Linked DNA regions of Sus scrofa: region 1 is linked to region 2. A link is a contact called in public Hi-C data. All regions are on one chromosome and are shown on one strand. Each heading gives the region's core, a stretch centred on a gene start, on an enhancer-like site or on the middle of the called end of the contact. The rest is flanking DNA. Distances are from core to core; before and after follow the strand shown.

The links. Hi-C and Micro-C count contacts between places; a contact is called where the count stands out from the background.
Region 1: a contact with region 2 is called in a Hi-C map of liver, with 12 times the contacts expected there. The contact joins the promoter of BAG6 here to the promoter of ATP6V1G2 in region 2. A contact is called at or near these places in 3 of 5 promoter capture datasets (fetal liver, fetal skeletal muscle and liver), 9 of 47 Hi-C or Micro-C datasets (blood, brain, embryonic fibroblasts and 4 more) and 2 of 2 datasets of contacts at active chromatin or transcription factors (alveolar macrophages and skeletal muscle).

The regions. Positions count from the first base shown.
Region 1 is chr7:23,765,063-23,770,668 of Sscrofa11.1, reverse strand. BAG6 (BCL2 associated athanogene 6) reads left to right here and starts at 2,010. Exons shown (of 26, transcript NM_001145382.1): 1 at 2,010-2,271; 2 at 2,943-3,063; 3 at 4,436-4,553; 4 at 4,674-4,870; 5 at 5,109-5,162; 6 at 5,326-5,400. The coding sequence starts at 2,956. It also overlaps a transcript of APOM not described here.
Region 2 is chr7:23,670,037-23,675,599 of Sscrofa11.1, reverse strand. It overlaps ATP6V1G2 (ATPase H+ transporting V1 subunit G2), which reads left to right and starts at 2,559. Exons shown (of 3, transcript NM_001145380.1): 1 at 2,559-2,640; 2 at 2,912-3,012; 3 at 3,518-3,691. The coding sequence starts at 2,559. The coding sequence ends at 3,691. NFKBIL1 (NF-kappa-B inhibitor-like protein 1) reads right to left here and starts at 2,598. Exons shown (of 5, transcript XM_021098451.1): 1 at 2,518-2,598; 2 at 2,269-2,416; 3 at 787-1,063. The coding sequence starts at 1,051. It overlaps LOC102161099 (a long non-coding RNA gene), which reads right to left. Exons shown (of 2, transcript XR_002345613.1): 2 at 5,255-5,563.

The DNA of each region.
Region 1 (5,606 bases), core at 761-3,260, 96 kb before region 2:
GTGGCATATCTAGGGTCTCTGAGGAGTTATAAGGAGAGCTGAGCCCTCCAGTAGAAGCTTGTGCTGTTTCAACCCACATCTGAGCTGGCTATTTGCTGGGCTGTGCAGTATTGAAGAGTCGGATTTGAGTCTTTCATCCATTCACTTAGCAAACTATTTTTGAGTTCCATCTGCTTGTCAGGAACTGGCTAAGCCCTGGGAACATAAAAATGAGTAAGACACAGTCCCTGGCCTTAAAGATGTCAGTCTAAGGAAAACTAGATATCTAAACAAATTATTGCAGTACAAGCTGGTAAGTGCTTTAGAACAGGTGTGAACTGGGTGCTGGAGCATGGTGGATGGGAGGCTTTCTCTCTTAAGTTATTATTGGGGAAACAATATTATGCCCTCCCCAAAGTTTGCTGACACATTAATTCATTCACTCACTGTTTATTACTACAGGTAAGAGGCCACATAATCTAGTGCTTAAAAAGAATGGACAGTGGTGTCAGACAGAGTGGGTCCAAACTCTAATTTCTGTTACTTATAGATCTTCGACAATTTTGTTAATCTTTATGCCTGTTTTTTATCTGTAAATTGAGCAAATCATTAATCTTATAGGATTAAAAGAGCTAATGCAGATAAAGCCCTTAGCGAAGGCCTGCACATTCTAAGTCCAAAGTAAACATTCGCTATAATTAATAGTAATGTTTGTAAAGCACTTTATAGTCTCTGGGGGGGAATTAAGTTCTCAAATAATAAGAGGCAAGGAAAGAATCGTCAAGAGGCAGTCATTGGGTAGTGCCAAGTGTCATATATAAAAGCCTTTCCACATCTGAGCTAGTTATTACAATGAGAGCAGTTAATGAGACTTCTTTTATAGATTATTTATAACCCATGGACTGCTATAGGCTTGTGATTTGGTTAAAAGAACAAAATTTGGGTGGGTATATGACGGTTCATTACACTGTTTGGGGTAATGTTTCACATTTTTTATAATAAAAAATTAGACACAAGTTATTGGGGGAGTAAAGTATAACTGCTTGGGAGTCTGGTAGGCCTGGATTTGGTCGGTTCTGCCACTTACATTCCCCTAGGAGCACTCACCAATAAAACGTGTGTAATAACTAGCTCAGATGTTGAAAAGCTTTTACGTATGACAATATGTGAAACCCTCAGCAAACTGGCTGACATAGACTAGGCGCTCACTAAACAGGTCCTCCTTATAACTCTTAACTCAAACAGTACTGAGATGGGTATAATATGAAGCCCAGAAAGGTTGGGCACTGGAGACAGGGACCTCGGCAGCACCGCGGAAACGAGGCCCTTGCCCAAGGGGCGGGGGGAAGGGGGGAGAGCAGAGGGGACGGTAACCCCCCAGACCTCAGGCCTGCAGAAGCCATTAGGCGGCCCTTTCAATTCCCCAAGGTTAGAGTCTTGCGTTTCAGTCCAGTCTGACTCCATTTGCTCCCAATTCCCAATCTCGGAGGCGTCCTTTTTTATAAACAAACGTCCTGAAAGGTAGTAAATCCTCAACTTTTCCAAAACATGATAATGTCCCCCCGCGGCCGCACACCGCGGGAAGGAACATGGCGCCCACGCTCCACAAAACGCCCACGGGCAAAACCGAGGTCAGGCCCACCGAGGTCAGGCCCAACGACGCCACCGCAGGAAAGTCAGCTCGAGAACCACCTCCAACCGCCTATGGAAAGGGTGACTTCCGGAGGCGCCGAAGGAGCGGCGCAGCGAGAGCGATTGTGAGAGGCTGACAGAATTCTAGGTGGCCTGGTCAGTGCCGCCTCAACTTCTCTGCAGGCCAAAACTTTAACGTAAATTAGCGAGGCACAACTCTCAGGCTCCAGATTCCAAACTCCATACAACTGTTCAAAACCCCCCTCGAGGCAGTCGAAGAGTCTCACTTTGTAATTTTTTTCTTCAGGCATTTATAGCGGCCACCACAACCCCCTACTGCTTAAGCGCGCGCGCACAGGAGAAATGAACAGGGCCGGAGGGGGTGGGGCGGTGCCGAAGTGTGTACGCATGCGTAGTGCGACGCACGCAGGCGCAGTGAGGTACCCCGGGAGACGGTGGCGGCGGCGGCTCTTCGGGGTGCTCGGCTCCCTCCCATCTAGGCCGGCCCCGGCCCGTCTCGCCCCCAGGAACTCAGTTTGGGGCTGATAACTTAATCTTCGTGCCCTACAAAAGTAAAGCTTGGGGACCTGGGGGAGCCGGAAGTACCGCCTCGCGATCCCCAAATACTATCGGGGAAACGGAAGTGACCGTCGGTGGCAGGTTGGGGGAGACCGGAAGTGACGGTACCGTGGGGAAGTCGGGGGCGGAGCCGCGGGTGGAGGAGTGTGAGTGGGTGTGTGTGGTGTGTGTGTGGGGTGTGTGTGTGTGTGTGTGTGTGTGTGTGTTGGTTGCGCCGCTCTGCTAGAGCACCGAGGGAAGGTAGAAGAGGGGGGCAGTCAGCTAGCAGTTCTGGCCCCCTGTGAGTGTCCATTATCTCGAGTCCGTCGTGACTTAAGCGGGTTCGACGGGCGTGGCGTGGCGCGCGTGCGCGAAACCACTTTCTCCGCAGAGTGGCGCGACCCTCGCTCTCGCGTTGTCCCTGGGCTTGACGACTTCTCGGGCCCTTATCCTATCGCGACCGGTGATGACACTGGTCCTGTGTTTCCTTCCCTGTTTCCTAGCCAGACTGGCCCTCCTTTATTGTGATTGGCATCGTGGAGCCCCTCCCACCTCCCGTCCTCCACCTCCCTGTGCCGTCGATCTCTTGCCCTTTGTGTTTCTCTCTCTGTGCCCCGGAATCAGAAAGGGGCTGGGGGCGGGTGTGAGAGTGTGTGCTTGTGTGAGAGAAACTCTTCAGGTGTGGGGGCGGAGTCTCTGGCCGGGGTGGCTTCCGGGTATATAAAAATCTGCTCTGGGCGACAGCGGGCCTCCCTCCCTCCATTCTTCCTTAGAGAGCTGTCGGCCATGGAGCCCAATGATAGTACCAGTACCACTATGGAAGAGCCTGAAAGCCTGGAGGTGCTGGTGAAGACCCTGGACTCTCAGACCCGGACCTTTATTGTGGGGGCCCAGGTGAGACCCCAGTACTTCTGGAAGACACCTATTAACTCTTTTTGTAGGTTCCTTTTTCTGAGATAAGAGTCTTATCTTCTGGTCTTCTGATTTTCTTTCATTGATTTTTTTTTGTTAATATTGTAGCCAGAACGTTTGGTGTATGCTTTCTGTTGTGTGAGGCAGATTTTCTTCTGCTTTCTTTTACCTCAGTAAAACTCAATGTAGAAGGAAAGAAGGAAGGAGGAATCTCTGCCAACATCATGAGTGAACCCCAGCTCAAAGGGACAGACATGGTTCCTGTCCTTTGAACAGAACCTAAAATGCAAGTGTGTCTTAAGAAGAAAAATTGGCAAGGCCTGTACTGTGTTTTTAAAGAATAGAATTGGGGTCCTTTAATGCAGGTGGAGTCCTAATAGAATGTTGAGTGGAATTACTGATATTTATGATGTAATTTGAATCTTTTGAGTTTGATGTCATGGACACAGCTGTCTGTGGCATTACTTCTCTAATAGTTGTAGAAAAGATCATGAGGGGGTTGACCCATAGTTTTAAAACATGTATTTAGGGAAACTCTATAGGCTTTTGTGATTGGGTATGTAAATAGTTTGGTACTTCCCAAGTGGAGTTAGTTGTCTAGTTAGGAAAAATGTTTTTCCGTTTTGCTCCTTTTTCTTTTTTCTTGCTTGAGTCTTCTTTCCTTAACTAGATTCTTCACCACGGTGTCTTTGTCATTGTTTTATCTTTGAGAGTACAGAGTTGTATCATTTTGTGCTTGAGGAGGGGGTCACTGGTATCTTTAGACAGACACATTCTTTTGGAAGTCAAGGACAGAAGGGAATGTCCATGGGCTTTTCTCTTTATCAGCCCTGTAATTTTTCTCTTAGGTCCATAACCTGGAGTTTTATATGTTTAATGTCTGTGTTTTGACAAATGTTGCCTTAGTTCAGGGCTTTGCACAATGATTACCTCACAATTAAGACAAATTGGGAGTTCCCGTTGTGGCTCAGCAGCCTATGAACCAGACTAGTATCCATGAGGATGAGGGTTCAATCCCTGGCCTGGCTCAGTGGGTTAAGGATCTGGCGTTGCCGTTGCCGTGAGCTGTAGTGTAGGTCACAGATCCAGCTTGTATCCAGCATGGCTGTGGCTGTGGCTGTGGCCAGAAGCTGCAACTCCGATGCCACCCCTAACCCGGGAACTTCCATATGCTGTGAGTGCGGTCCTAAAAGGAAAAAAAAAGATGAAGAAAATTAAAAAAAAAAAAAAACAGACAGATTGGTAGTGATTTGATGATGGGATGGTTTTTACCCCTCACAGGTCAGTTGTCCCTCCTCCGTCCTTTTTTTTTTTCCATTCCCTGATTCTTATTCATGTCTCCTCTTCCTTATAGATGAATGTAAAGGAGTTTAAGGAGCACATTGCTGCCTCTGTCAGCATCCCTTCTGAGAAACAACGGCTTATCTACCAGGGCCGTGTTCTGCAGGATGATAAGAAGCTCCAGGAATACAGTAAGGGGGCGGGGGAGGCAGTTCAGAGGATGAGGCTGCTGTCCAGAGTGATGGGCTGAGGCCATGGGTTTACCTGATCATATGTTTTTGTGTGTATCTTGTTTGTTTGTTTTTCTGCAGATGTTGGAGGAAAAGTTATCCACCTTGTGGAACGGGCTCCTCCTCAGACTCAGCTCCCTTCAGGGGCATCTTCTGGAACAGGGTCTGCCTCAGCCACCCATGGTGGGGGACCCCCACCTGGTACTCGGGGGCCTGGGGCCTCCGTGCATGACCGGAATGCCAACAGCTATGTCATGGTTGGAACCTTCAATCTTCCGGTAAGCTTGTGTTCCACATGGGAGGGTTTTTGTGAGGGAGGGTAGTTTTGGTTGTGGTAGCAGCCAAGAGCTCCTAAGACAGGTGTGTCTGTCTCTAGAGGGGGTTTGGAAGATCCTGTGGTCTGATAATGGCCTCTTCTGTGAGGAGATAGGGGGTGGGCTCCAGAGAAGCAGTTGGAAGTGTGGGGGCCTTAGTATTTGGCTTCTCCCAGAGCAACTTCCCTTACCCTTTCCCCAGAGTGACGGCTCTGCTGTGGATGTTCACATCAACATGGAACAGGCCCCGATTCAGGTATCATGGGGCCTGGGAGGGTCAGGGAAGGGGATCTGGGAGAAGGAGGCCATGAGGTGGGTGGGGGGGTCTGGCTGAGGAGATAGCTGGGACCTGGTTTAATAGGCGGTGGAGCTCATGGCTTTATCTCAGATCTGCCCTGATTTTTCGTCTCTTGCGGTAGAGTGAGCCCCGAGTCCGGCTGGTGATGGCTCAGCACATGATCAGGGACATACAGACCTTACTGTCCCGGATGGAGGTAAGCGGGCAAGGCTTTCTGTCTGTCTCCCCCAGCCTCCCAGCCTTTTCTCTCAGCCTAGGGATGAGGGCGTGACTGGCCCTCGCTTCCTAATCGAGTCTCTTCTCTGTGACCTTCATTCTCTCGGGCAGAAAAAGTATTTTTGCGAGGCTGTCTCGATTCTGCTGATCCTTTTAAGTGCCTGGTATCTGGATCATTTGTTGCAG
Region 2 (5,563 bases), core at 1,310-3,809:
TTAGCTGCTGAGCCACGATGGGAACTCCAACTATGGCAAATTATTGAACTTCTCTGTGCTTTTCTTCATCTGAGAAATGGGGGTTAATGTTAGTACTTGTACCTTCATAAGGTAGTTGTGAGGATTAAATGAGCTGCTTTGTGAGAAGTGCCTGGCACACAGCAAGGGTCATTATCTAATTTTGCACATGGGGGAGTTCCCGCTGTGGTGCAGTAGGTTAAGAATCCAACTTCAGTGGCTCAGGTGGCTGTAGAGGCACAGGTTTGATCCCTGGCCCAATGCAGTAGGTTAAAGGACCCAGTGTTGCTGCAGCTGTGGTGCAGGTCACAGCTGTGGCTCGGATTCAATCCCTGGTCTGGGAACTTGCATTTAAGCCATTAAAAAAAAAAAAAAAAATCTGCACAAGGGCAAATTAAGCATCAGGAAAGTTTAGAAACTTGCCAAGAATACACAGCTATTAATCATGGAGCTGGACTTTGAACCCAGACAATGTAACTGCAAAGAGTATCCTCTGTCGTACTTTTTGCAATACAAGCAAAAACTAGTCAAGAGACTAGATAGCCACTAATCTAGAAAAACATGATTTCTGACTACTACTTGCTGTTTTGGGGAATGTAGGGCTCTTCAGACAAAGGGAGCTCAGTCATGTAAAGGCACAAATGATAAGCAAAGCCAACTCTTCCCTAAGTCTCGGGAGCAAATAACCAGCTTATTTTTCAACCACTGGCCTTCATCTCACACCCCACCAGGTCCTCCAGACCTTGTTCCCTCCCAGGGCAGACTCACCATCAGGGCCCTGGCGGGCAGCAGCATGTAGCGCCGTGTCCCCATGGCGGTCCTGGTGGGCAGGGTCAGCCCCAAGCCGAAGAAGCAGGCAGAGGGCAGGGGCATCGTGGCGGGCACAGGCCCGGTGCAGTGGTGGGGGCTGCCCAGCATCTACATCAAGGCCCGGGTGTCGCTGGAGGAGGGCTTGGGCCCGGACCAGCCGTCCTGCAGACAAATAACGACGGAAGCGACGCTCTCGGCGTTGGCGACGGGAGGTGGAGGCCATGGAACTCTTGGGCTGAGAAAGAAGGAAAAAAAAGGCAGCAGTCAGGACCTCAGCCTTGGATGGTCCCTCCCTCTTCCATCTTTGACATTCTCTCTGTTCCTCCCTTCCGTTCCCCATTTCTCCTCGTATCTTCAGCAAAAGATGAGGGCCAGTCCTAATCCTCATCTCTTTACCAGATAAGTTTGAAGAAAAATTTTGAGGAGGGAGCTGGGGTCACATTTAATTTTTTTAATGAGAAAAGGATAAATGATTACTTTGCGGCTCATTGGCCCACATAAATTTTTAATAAAGGATTTTGTTATATAATAAAAGACTGATGAGGGAAATTTTTATCAACAGAAATTTGAATTTTAAAAAGTCACAATTTCAAATAATGATCTAGAAATTGAATATAATGTACCCGGCAGACAGATGTAGAGGCTTCTCCCTCTGGGACTTGGGGGGAGGGGTTACTCATCAGACCTGCCCCCCGCCCCCCTAAGTACCCCCGGAGCAGTAGGCCCGAGGCCTATGTTTAAGACGCTGCGAGGAAGGGAGGCGGGAAGGGCGGAGACACTCTAGGCTGACGGAAATGGCGCAAGCGGACACGCCGGTAAAGGGCGGAAATGAACTGAAGCGCGTTACCGGATGTCGTTCCTCCCCGAGGGGGGCGGGAGGTGTTTCCTTGCTCTAGCCTCCGGGGGGGAACCTAGGGAACTTAAGATAAAGGGTCCGTCTGAAACCGGAAGACTACGATACGCCAGAAAAAGCAGCAGAGGCAAGGGCTAGCTGGAGGTTGAACCCCGCCTCCCCCAACTGGAAGGAGAGAGATGATTCAGTAATAGACGAAAAGATGAGGAGAGAAAACAGGGGAGACAGGATAAAAATCACGGTGAAAATGCAAAACCAAAACCACAGCAAGGCCGAGAAAGGGACAGGTCATAAAGGAGAAAAACACAGGAAAAGACACAAGAAAATAAAGCAAGTGAGATGAATGGAGATATCTGGAATTGAGAAAGTAGAAAAAGGAGATAGAAATGAGAGGGAGAAAAAAAGGGGAAGACAAGTTGGAATTTAGAGAAGCCCAGCATACTCTATGCCCAACACACCACCCAGGATGATTGATTTACCTCCTCACCCCATTCTCAATCCTTCTATGTCTCCTTCTCTCCCAGATATTTCTCTCCTCCTGACCCCTGCCCGCATTCCTAGCCCTTCCAAGTGGGAAAACCCTGCACCTGCGACGACGGTTGTGGGGAGCTTTGGGCCTGGTCTCTGCTGCCCCCAGGCGGTAATTTTGGGTACTGCCAGAGGAAGAGGTGAGCGAAAAGGAGCAGTCATCATCAATCGGAGGATCAATTTGGGGGGCACACCCGGTGCAGAAGGCTGAAAGAAAAGAGGAGCACTAAGACCCAGGGGTAGTGGAAGGCTGCAGCAAACAGCTGGGGGAGGAGAAGTAGGCAGTGTGGGGGAGAGCCGTCTGGTACCTTGATAGCATCCGAAACAGCATCGGTCATAAACGACAGAAATGGCCAGTCAATCCCAGGGCATCCAGCAGCTCCTGCAAGCTGAGAAGCGGGCCGCTGAGAAGGTGGCAGATGCCAGAAAGAGTGAGTCTCTTCATTTCTCCCTTAGGAGTCCAGAGAGAAAACTGGGGGTAGGGATACAGCAAACATTTGAGTCCTTCGGATAACCCAAGGCTGGTGGGGAGGAAGGAGCTGGGGTGGCTTATTAGGAAGGAAGAAATGGGTGTCAGAATCTAGCATCTAGCTGACTGAGAGAAGGCAGAATAACTTTTCCGAAGGGAGTGACCCATACTCTCAGATTTAGTGGTGGTGGGGAGGGTCTACCTCCACTTTCTGTCCTTTCTTCTGTTACCAGGGAAGGCGCGGCGCCTGAAGCAGGCAAAGGAAGAGGCACAGATGGAAGTGGAGCAATACCGCAGAGAGAGAGAGCAGGAATTCCAGAGCAAGCAGCAAGCAGTAAGTCATGGGGGAGCTGGGATGGGACCCTGGGATGCAACTTGATAGGTCTATCTGGTGAGGTGTATACAGGGTGATTCCACAAGAAAAAAAGGTGGAGGGGTCCCCTCGCTGAAGGGGACTCTGGCGAGGACCACATTGCTGATGGAGCTTTGCAATACGTAAGAGAGTCTGGGAGCTTTAAAGGACTTGTATAGCTTGTGGAGGTAGGGGGATGTCACAGTCCATGCAGAGTATGACATTTGGGGTGGAGGGCAGAGTTTTATGGGCGCATGTGGTGAGGCGGTGGGGATTGTATGGTCTGTTGTAGGATGATGCTGCCTGTCAGGTCTTAGAGGAGAGGGCATTACGTGGCTCTCTTTGATGTCTGGATATTTCTGTGGATGGCAGTGGTTTTGGAGAGGGCCTTTCTTCCTGGCCTTGCTCCAGGATCCTTCCCTCCATGTGCCTGGATGCCTTCTTTCTCTGTTTCTGCTTTTTCCTTTCTCTCCCCCACCTCCCCCAGGCCATGGGCTCCCAGGGGAACCTGTCCGCTGAGGTGGAGCAGGCTACAAGACGCCAGGTACAGGGCATGCAGAGCTCCCAGCAAAGAAATCGGGAACGTGTCCTGGCCCAGCTTCTTGGCATGGTCTGCGACGTCAGGCCCCAGGTCCACCCCAACTACCGGATTGCTGCCTAGAACCCACACCAGGTCCCTGGAGGGCCCGACTCCTCCTTCCAGTTCCCCCCTTCAAAGAAATCCTCAAGAATCACCTCCCACCATGATCCTTTTCACCTTCTCATTCCATAGAAATTCTGGAAGCAAATCCAATAATTCTCCTGTGAAATCTATAAATATCCTGCTCAGACCTGAATCTCCATGTTCTTAATCCTTCACTGGGAACCTGTAAATCCCAAGTCACCCTCACCCAACCCCTTTGTGACAGAAGAAGTAGGGATGTGGAAACCACTCTGACTTCAGAGCCTGGTAGGCTTGGATCCCTCTCCCAACCCTGCCACCTGCCAGCTGGGCAACCAGAACATGCACCTTAAACTCCAGCTCCAGTGTCATTTGCAATACTGGAATAACAGTAATAAGGCCTACCTTGCAGGGTTGCTGCAATGGTTAGGAACCATTCTGTAAAGAACCTGGCATGGTTTCTAGCATGTAGTAGCTGCGATTCAATGACTGGCAACCTTGTGATATAATTACCATCCCCTGCCCACCTGCCAAAACCTAAACACAGCTGTTTCCTCATTTCTGTCTGTGGTTTTCTAATTCTACTCATTTATTCTGTGACCCTAGTGATTCCATGAGGAATTGGTTCTTCCCACCTCTTTTCCCAGAGACCTTATAATCCTTGAAAAGATGAAATAATGATCTGATTTAGCCTCTCTACGGAAGTGCCAGGAAGTTGTTTGCATCTCTTAACCTCCCTTTTTGTCTCTCTTAAGTTGGTCTTTCTTTTTATTGGATTTCCGCATTTTCCTATTTTCCCAAAGACCTGAGATCTAAAGTGATGCTCTGTCCCCTTGTATGCATGGCCTTCCTTTCTACATCTTCAACACCTTACTTTCCCTTTGTAACTATGAAAAAAAGTGTCAATAAAATAATTATGGGCAAACCAATTGGTGGGTCAAGTCAGCCTCCTCTTTTGCTTCATTTTTTTCTCATTTTCCTGGTTTATGTATTCCCCAGACACCCAAAGGGGCTGTTTTTGATGCTTGCTGGAGAAACAAAAGCAAATGGTATGTTATTTTTTTTCTTGAGTGAGAAACAGAGTTCCCTGGTGGCCTGACAGTTAAGGATTCAGTGTTGTTGCTGCTGTGGCTTGGGTTTGACCCCTGGCCCAGAAACTACCCCATGCTGTGGGTGCAGCCATAAATAAATAAATAGAGAAACATGTGGCTCCTCCTTTGGAAACCTGAGGACTAGAGATGGCAACTGTAGAGAAAAACTGGGGTGTAGGAACAAGCACCTTTACCTTGCTATATTTTCTTTCACAGCACTTATGGATACTTGACATGTTTATGTGGCATCTCCCCCATTATGTGAACTCCGTGATGATAGAGCTCTTCACTGCTGTGTCCCCAGATCTTTGGAGAGCACCGGGCACAGAATAGGCAGTTGATAAAATACTGTTGAAAAAAATTGATACTACAGGTTGGAAAAACTGCCCTTCCATGACACCATCCTTGGACCACTGTCATTTCTTTTGGCCACAGGAAACAAGCCTACTGCACCAAGAACTTGAACTAATGAGGTGATCCATAGTGTGTTTATTAACCACTCTTTAAGCATGGAGACAGGATTTAGTAGAGAATAAGTAAGTGTTTTTTCTCTGGCTCTGTCACTTTACAAACTCCATTGCTTTGCACATGTTGCTTTAATTCTCTAAATCCTTTTCGCTTGATGTAGAATGGGAATAATGGTACACCTTGGTGTTAAGTGGTTAAGTGCGATAACAGGTAAAGGGCCAAACACTTCTCAGTTTTTTGTTTGTTTTTGCTTTTTAGGGCTGCAGCTGCTGCATATGGAGGTTCCCAGGCTAGAGGTCGAATCGGAGCTGTA